Regions from separate parts of the Arachis hypogaea genome. Here region 1 is linked to region 2. A link is a contact called in public Hi-C data. All regions are on one chromosome and are shown on one strand. The core of a region is the stretch at or near the end of the contact, and the rest is flanking DNA. Distances in the headings are between cores, read along the strand shown.

Region 1 (5,079 bases), core at 1,687-4,186, 100 kb before region 2:
TAATACGATGATATTTTAATATCGACGACTAGGCTGTCGATTTTAATATTTTATTTTTAATTATTTTTTTAGTAATATCGACAGTAAGTCATTGAAAATTATCAACGGCAGAAATAACCGTCGATTTTTAGCGTCGAAAAATACGTTTTTTTTTTGTAGTGTTATCTCGATTATCTTACTAGATTAAGAGAAGTGCTATACTTAGGAAGCTAAACTAATTATATTATAGAAATTTAAAAATGTTGTATTATTTAAGGGTCAAATTATCTATTTATTTATTGATACTATATAACATAATTTTAAAATTTTTTTAGTTGTTTGCGTTTGGAGATAATTAGAAAAAATAAAAAAAGATTAAAAATGAGAATACAAAAAATATAACATAAAATTATAAATGAATTTTATTAATTATTATATATCAAAATGTATCCATAATAAATAAATGTTGTTACATTAAAGTTGAACGTACTTGGAGATCTTTTGGATAATTCATTTGAAAGAATATAAAATGAAATAATTGTGACAAAAGTATCAAGTGAATTTTAAGAGATAAATCAATATTTTAATTATCTTGATTCTATATTTGAAGAGTGAATTTTTTTTTGAAGCCACTCAGATAAAGATGTAAAAAATATTTTTTTTAAGATGTTTTTTAATAGTGAAAATTTAATATATATAATCGATTAAATTGTATTATTTTTATTAAAATTAGATCGAATAAATCAGTTTAGCAAAAAAAAACTAATAAATTAAATTTTGAATCGGTCTAAATTAATATTTTTTATAAAAAATAATGACAGGAATAAAACACACAATTTTCTACTTACAAGAATTAGAGGAGCAACAATATTCACTCGCAACAAGTATTAACACCAGCACAATAATACCCAATAACAGCAGAAAAATCACATAAACCATAAATTAGAGACAAGCTAACACACCAAGATTTTAATGTGAAAAACCTCCTCAATGAGAGAAGTAAAAACCACGGGTCACCAAGACCAGAAAATAGTTTCACTATGATGAAAAATAGGGTACAAAAGAGTCACAAATTACTGCACAAAACGTGCATATAACAAGCCAAACAACCCAAACTTCAAAACTTACAAAACAAGAACAAGAAGATGAAAATACCACAAAAACAGAACAGCTGTGCATGGCAAATATCTCCAGCTACAGACATCGAATCGAAGATTCGAACGGTGAAAACAAAGAACTAAGTGTGTAGAACATACTGTCCAAATTTGAGCTTGATCCAATGGTTAACGAATCTGCAGCGACTAATTTACAAAGATAGCTTTGTATATGTGCGAAAATGACTTTCTCTCTTCTCTTCTCTCTAGTGTTTGGTGTTCTTCTTACAAATGAGATCTCTCTCATTCAACCCTAACTCACCTCAGCTATTTCAACTATTTATGAGTTTGGATACTAACATTTGGACTTTTTCTCCACATAAGAAGGGAGTCCAAAAATACCCAACAAATAACTACAATATCCCTATTATAAAATATAACTAAAATACTCATATTATATATATATATATATATATATATATATATATATATATATATATATATTAATTTTAAGAATTCTAAATTCTAACTCTATGACGGCAGAGAAATAAAGGGATAGAATTTAGGATTTTCAAAATTAATATATATATATATATATATAATAAAAGTATTTTAGTCATTTTTTATAATAAGAGTATTATAATAATTCTTTATATAAAATAATATTAATTTAGACTAATTAAAAATTTAATTCACTATTTTTTAGGTCAAATTAATTGTCTGGTTTAATTTTAATAAAAATAATACAGTTTAATTGATTATATATATTAAATTTTATTTACTAAAAAATATTTTAAAAATAAAATATTTTAGACGTTTTTATATGACTCTCATTTTATTTTTATTAAAATGTTATAAAAAACAATCTAAAACTCTTAAGACTTAATAATTATAATAGGATAAATTATATATAGTTTTCCGTAAAAATGCTAAAGTTCTCTTATTAAGCTGATCCCATTGAGTTCAGATCCTGCTTAATACATAATTTAGTAAGAATAATTTGTCATCAGCCATATGTCAATACACCCTTCAAGCACATTCCATGCCATGTCAGCATTATTATATGCATTATTATACAGCGCCGATTCTATATATACAATAAAATATTAGAGTTAGATTATATTATTGCCAAAAGTTTCTGATCAAGTCGATCGAGAACCTTACGAGTTACAAGCACATGGAGGCTTTGAATTTCATACCCTCTCCTAATCGCATTTTGGTTGTTTGTCTAATTAATTCATTAATTAAGTATTAACTAACTATGGTGATTAGGTCATGAGTTAACTTTTGAAAGAAATTGCATCTAATTCTTCTACCATTACAATTATGGCCTAAGTGATTATATATATATTAGAAAGGAATACCTTTTATCTGCCATCAATCTTCCTTTCCTTCTAAATTTTTCCAAACATGTGGCATAGAAAAAATTGGTTCGACATATCAATCTTTTGAGTTATAATTATAAAAAATTTTCTTGCTGCATGTAGTTGTTTAAAATAAAATAATGAAAACAACTATTTCATATATAATAATTTTTTTAATGGTAATAATAATTATGATAAACTGTTCAAAAATATATATTTTCAATATAATAGTCATTTTATATGAAAATAATATTCTTTGCTAATGATATTTCTATTGAGAATTATAACATTAAATTATAATAATAAAAAACTCTTAAATAGAATTTTAATCTGTGACAAATTATTTCTCCTTGACTCAGCTAATGCCTTGCTTGCCAATTGCCATTGCAACCAATATTCTTCTTTCATTCTTTTTTGGTCTAAACGAATATTCCTCTATATATTTTCCAGGTTTTTTTTCTTGGACACGTATATATGTTCAGTGGCTTTTTTCCTTACAGAGAACTCGAGTATTTGAGTCATGGGCCTATATTTTATAACTTGAGTATTTGAGTATGGACCCAAAGGTGTGTTGAAAAACATGACCAGAAATACAAAGAAAAACAATGTCACTAGGACAAAAAAAAAATGTCACTGAAATACAAATCATGGCTTTGAGGCTTTATATGCCTCAATGATGTAGTGCGTGTGTGTGAGTGTGTTTTGGGGTGTTGGCACTGCGGTTTAAATTAATTTTGAGACGAAAATTTATTCTATCTGAACATTAATTTTATTTGTGATACGATTTAGATTGAATAATTTTTTTTAAAAAAATTCAATCTAATTTTAAGAATTTGATCTAATTTTTTAAAATTAAATATACATAACAAATTTTAATATCAAATTTTAAATGACCCACAATAATATAATAAATTTTTAACAATATCTTAAAAATTAACAATAATATAATAATAGAAATAAAATTATAGATTAGTTAAAATAAATAAATAAATTTTATTTTAAACATAAAATATTTATTAAATAATAATAATATATGAATAATATAAAAATTATAACAAATTAAAATATTATAAATAAAATTATAAATATAATAATAATATAATAATATTATAACAGATTGTTCGGTTTGGATTGGATCGATTTTGATTTTTGAGAAGTAGAATTTAAATTCGATTTGATCTATGCTATTTACAAAAAATAAAATTTAATTAAATTTAAATTAGCACAATTTTAAATAATTTTTTATTTGAATTGGATCAGATTTGATTTAAATACTCCTGAGTGTGTCAAGACAAAAAAAAAAAAAATAAAAAAAAGGTATTTCCATTTCTGTATTCTTAACCAGAGTCTAGCTATATCCTTGAAATTAGTGTATCTCATCTAACACCAATTAAGTTGCTTGCTTCCAGTTTTTGTTAAATCTATATCATGTTAATTTCAAGGGCAAAGAGCCAAATATGGCAGCACCTTTATTTTTTGTCTATGCCTCCTTGGTTCATCTAAGTTAATTGTTCTTTCTTTATGTCATACTAACAACTTGTTATCCTTTTCATTGTACCAAGTTTTCTAAACATACTTTATTGAAACTTGAAAGTTTGGACTAGTAGAGAAAATAATCTTATTGAAAAGTAACTTTAAAATAAAGATAAATATGAAGTATTGTTTTTATTCATAAAGTTTGGGTCAAATAAAATTTATTTTAAAATTTATAGAAATTATAATGTAAAATATTATAGTATAGTATATGTATAATATATATAATAGAGGTACAATAAATTTATAGGATATATAACTTTTCTTTTGTCATACATATTACAGAGTGCCATGCATCCACGTCGTTTCATTCCTAATGAACCAATATTTTCCATGTCACTTGTTAATTAATTAAGGCAATATGAACATGCTAATTTAATTTAGTCTAATTAAGGATTGATAATATATTTAGTGGCAGACAACATACTTCAATGAAGGAGAATAATAAACCAACACGTCACGCAAAGAGAAGTAGCACGCAGAAGCTTCTCTAAATGAACTTCATTATGTGCATGTTTTGAATTTACAATATATTTGAGATAAGAATTTGGTTTTTATTGATGCGTACAATGGCACAAAATGGTGTATATGATTGGCATTTCCCTGTTAAATCGTAATTGAAAGTTACGTGTTTTATTGGCGAAGAACATTATTATTATTGGAATACTAGTAGTACAATAATGAAAAATCGTGTTCTTTGATTTGAAATTTTTGGATCCCTCCACATACGAATATTTTAATATATATATCTATTAGACTTGGACTACTACTATGACAATTAGGCTCTTGTGAAGAAGACAAAAAATATATCATATAATATGAAATTATGAATATAGCAAGGGAAACCAACAAGTTAGGTCATTCCTATGAACTGTGCTTTCTTTTTGTTTATTTCAAATTTCAAATTGGTTGTTGGAAAGATGACTCGGACTTAAAAATATAAACATTTCTTTGTCAATCATAATCTAAAACTAACTATTCTAGATTATATATATATATATATATATATATATATATATATATATATATATATATATATATATATATATATATTTGGTGGCCTCTACATTATACATATTAAACGAATAATATAAACGCGTTTCCCACAA
Region 2 (4,624 bases), core at 332-2,831:
AGAAAGCAGCCCTTACAAACACTAAACTGCATTAACCTGTAAATTCATATGGAATTCAGACAAGATATTATGAACCCTACTAATAACTATATGTTCTATTACAAACTGTGTATGCTAGTCCTGAACAATATAAACATGACCATTTTTGGAAACGTGCGTGATCTATGGCCAGTTTTAACCAAGACAGATTGTCTGAAATTTTCAGCTTTAACTAACTTGTTCTGTATTGGTTTCATAATTTACCCTTTCTATGATGTTGTGCACCAATTGAGCAGCGAAAGAAACTAGCATTTAGATCTCCAGCAAGTTAATGCTATATGAACTAGTAGAATCTAGTTAACTATACCCTGACTTGCATTTCCATACAGTTTCCGGAAAGGATGATGATCAAACAAAATATTAACCATCTAAACACAATTCAGCATGCACACATAAACATTTGATTGCCCAAAATGCAACTAACCCCTAAGAAGATTGAGAAGAGAGTTTCAGGCATTCACTTTGGCATCTTCTAAGGCATATGTCGTTCCAGTTAGGCACTTGATGCTGGTTAACACAAACAGTGCGCACGCACGCATCAGCACATGCATCAAGATCAGACACACCGCACACGGTGACACAGGTGTCAGGAATGGGATCCTTTGAGAACGAACCAACCTTCTTCAACATCCTCTTTGAAGTGCAGACCCTTTCACAGACAAAGATCTCATCCGAACTCCTTTCTCTTCCCCTTGCACTCTTCAACTTCTGCTCTTCTGCGTGCCTTGCCTTGAGCCGAAAAGCTTGTCCGGCAACAAGCACAGGGATTGCAGCGCCCAAAAGCGACCACCAAATTTCTCCCATCTCCAAGAGAATACAACTTCAGCTGCCCCTTCTTCTCTATATCATATGCTCCACACTCTTAAAACACAACAATAAAAACTATGAGACTTCTTATTTGAGTGGTGTACCACAATTATCAACATAATGGATAATCGCAAAGAAAATTACTAATACAATTCCAAACATTTATAAATCTCCATATCTTGATTTATCAACAATCAACATGATTATGCAACATCAAAACCATTTATCAAGCAATTGAAGCCTAGAAACCTGGCACTTCATACAAAATACATCTGAAATTATACACTTATTAGGGTTTTTAGTCTGATTATGGCTACAGCGAACGTTCACAGCTAAAAGGCATTCATAATAACAATTGCATTCTTTCAACTTTCAAGGCCTGAACTTTGACTGTTTCAGCCGCAAAATGTTCGTTTCACTGGAAAGCAAATCAAATTGAAAATAATTTTGAATAAAAAGAGTAAATAGAAAAGGAAATGGATCAAAGTGAACTACAGAATAAACATGTAAATATATTTAGAAAGAAATGAGGAATAGAGTGAAGAGATGCATATGAGACTTAAGAGTGGCGAAAAGGGAAAGGAAGCATTTACCTGCGGCGGAGCAAGACGGAGAAGGAGATGTGGCTGCCTGGCTGGTGGAGATCAGGCAGCGGCTGGTTGTAGCGTTAAGCTGTCACAGATTTGCCCAATCACCACCTACACTAACCTACTAAACTAACTTTTTTTCCTCCTCCTAGTATAGTTAGTTTGACAACTAACAATTCAAATAACAACCAACAATTTTGATCAAGCAAAAAAATCCAAATTACTGTCTTTTACCAGTTCTTTTTGTTAGTTCTAAATATTTTTTTTTTAAATCTACTATTTGAAAATAGAATTATTTCATTTTTTTTATCCAACGGCATTTTTAATCAGGTAGATTAAAAACTATTCTGATATAAATCAGAGTTTTATTTAAAAATTTATTTAAAAATTTACTAGACAAGAGTTATTTTATTCGAACTTTTTCTAACATTTTTTTAGATAGAAAAGTGAACTAACTATTTTACTAACTCAAATTAGTTAGAATTATTTCTTTTATGAATTTTAATTCCAAAGACATTAAAAAAATGTAAACAACAATAATTTAAATAAACCTTAATTTCTACATAATTCCAAAATATTAAAGGTTGTTGGTGAAACATTAATTAATCTTTACATAACTCTGACAACTCTTAATAATATTTTTTCGGTATTGTCAACTGAACTTATAAAGATGTCCCCAAAATTGAGGATAATAGTTATTTATACTCATATATCACAACGAAAAATATTATAAGATTAGTTGAATTTATTATTTTTTTGATCAGTAATTAATTAACAATGTTTAAAAATATAAATTAAAAATATTTTATTAAATTACTAGACTAAAAATTATTAAATTAAATTAATGATTAAAAATATTAACTAAAAACAATAAATTTTGCTTACCCTTAAACTTTTCTCATATGAAATATATATATGACCTTCCGATACGTATATAAATTGGTATGTGATTCACTACTTTAATGGTGAATTCATATTACCATAAAGTAAAGTCACATAAATAGTACTTTAATGCAATAACCTTCTAAATCGTAAACTCTCTAAGTATGAGCTTAGCGGTTAAAGAAATGGAGGTTTATTGCAGGTGAGGAACACTGATACACTCTGCTTCTAGCTGAGAGCATCATGTCCCATAAATATGAAGGATTACAAGTGTTCTTATCATGCAGAAAAAAAAAAAAAAAGATGATCCTAAAAATCTATTTTGTACTTAAATTTTATTTTAGAAATAAATAATATACAGTAAATCAAATTTAAATACTACGTTAGTAAAAATTTTTTTTCCTTTGATGGTATGAAGGTGCTATGTATATCCACACTAAAATCAACATTTGCTGTCAACTCCTTGATCAATGGATATCTTATCTAAATTGAAAAACTTCTTGCAACTCTTTGCACGTCATAAAATTCTTCTTCGAGAATTAGGCTCACATATATTTATATGTGTAGAGGTGAAGGAATAAAACTTCATGTATTTTTTTTCTCTTTTTCATCTTTTCCTCTACTCTTAGCATACATATATATAGTATGAGATTTATTACTGATTTTAAATTTGAATCTCAATTCAAATTTAAATCACATCTTGAAATTTCAAATCTGAATCCTTCAAATTTATGAATCATATCATAACTCAATTTGAAACAGAATCAGTTAGGATCTCATCCAAATTTAAAAATAGAATAACTAATTATTCTCAAATCTCATTTAATATTCTCAATTATTATATTATTACATTCTTTGTGCTAGCAAAGAATATAATAATATTCCATTGAATTAATATAATTATTTATTTGATTAAATCAAAACAATAATTAAATAATTCTACAGCAAAGATTAGAACATTCGTTAGTGTGTGACCCATAGGTTCAATACTAAGTGGGTAGTAAATTAGTGATACTAAATTTACTAATCAAGATTGGCGTCTAGCAACACTTCTCAACAACCCGATAGTATGAAGTAATATATTTTTACTAAGAACCTTAGAAGAACAAAGTATAATTCCTTTCTAACCCTTAGAGCATGGTTTAATTGTCAAACTCTAACTTGTTACCGTTATTATAATGAACTGTGAATGACATAAAAAACTCATTTCTTCATTCATTCAATCCCCTTGACCAATGTTTTATTCATCTCGGTCATTATAATCACAGAGTTCAAACTCTTTACCGAGAGTTACGGATTCCTTATTGACTAATCATTAATTCTATAAGTATTTAAATTATACACAATATCCATTCAACTAGCACCCTAAAGTATTAGGTGTCCGAAATCAAAGTATAATAAATACATTGTTAATTACTATGACAGTCGCAGGTCAAATGAAACTCTGTTACTATGTTCATCTTGAGAATATCCTATTGACAAATATACGGTAATTATAACCATTAAAAATTCTCAAAGTGAGTCAGTTCAATGGTCATATCTCTATATGCACCATCTATATATATAATTTAATAAATGAGATCTATTAATCTTTATTCAATGAAGACCATTATATATATATATAGGAAAAGTATAGGGTACCAACATACTATCCGCCAACTTCTGCCAACTCTTATTTATATTTGTGTTTTATGGAAGTGTGTTCGTAGATGTGTCTAATAATTAATATATTTTAAATACATATATAAAGAGACACATCCAGAAAATATATTTATAAAGACACTTCTATTAAACACAATTATAAAATAGACATTTTTATTAGACACATCTACGAACACATAATTATAAATAAGAGTTGGTAGAAATTGGCAGATATGCTGTTGGTAACGTAGCAGAACCGATATATATATATATATATATATATATATATATATATATATATATATATATATATTTGATTTTTTTGAATTATTAATGTCCTTTTTAATAATCCTATGACCAAGAACAATTTAGATTAAATTATAAAAGATTTATCTCTTAATATTATGATCACTATCACAATGATAAATCTCTAAATTTAATCAAAGATCTTATTATATTAATATTTTTAATATAATAACATAATAAATTATTTAGCACATAATTAATTGGACTATGATCATACTATTTATTCTCAACAAAATAATGTTAAAATATATTTACAAATAGAAAAAATTGTGGGTGCTACACAAAGAATCTGTCCGAAGTAATGAAGTTGGTCTATGATGAGGCTGGGCTAGATGCGTGTCGATGTGCATAGATTTTTGTAA

What was found. A called contact is a pair of places that touch in the nucleus more often than the background predicts.
Region 1: a Hi-C map of an unstated tissue shows a contact between it and region 2, with 4 times the contacts expected there. The contact joins the enhancer-like site here to the promoter of LOC112711339 in region 2. A contact is called at or near these places in 2 of 8 Hi-C or Micro-C datasets (leaf and an unstated tissue).

What each region holds. Positions count from the first base shown.
Region 1 is chr9:101,588,493-101,593,571 of arahy.Tifrunner.gnm2.J5K5, reverse strand. No RefSeq gene overlaps it. Among protein-coding and RNA genes, the nearest start is that of LOC112711342, 3.0 kb to the left of the region's middle. Within about 2 kb of position 2,936, at least 3 of the 3 cell types and tissues checked have open chromatin away from gene starts, as enhancers often do.
Region 2 is chr9:101,482,891-101,487,514 of arahy.Tifrunner.gnm2.J5K5, reverse strand. It overlaps LOC112711339, which reads right to left and starts at 1,581. Exons shown (of 2, transcript XM_025763969.2): 1 at 1,440-1,581; 2 at 1-900. The coding sequence starts at 843. The coding sequence ends at 466.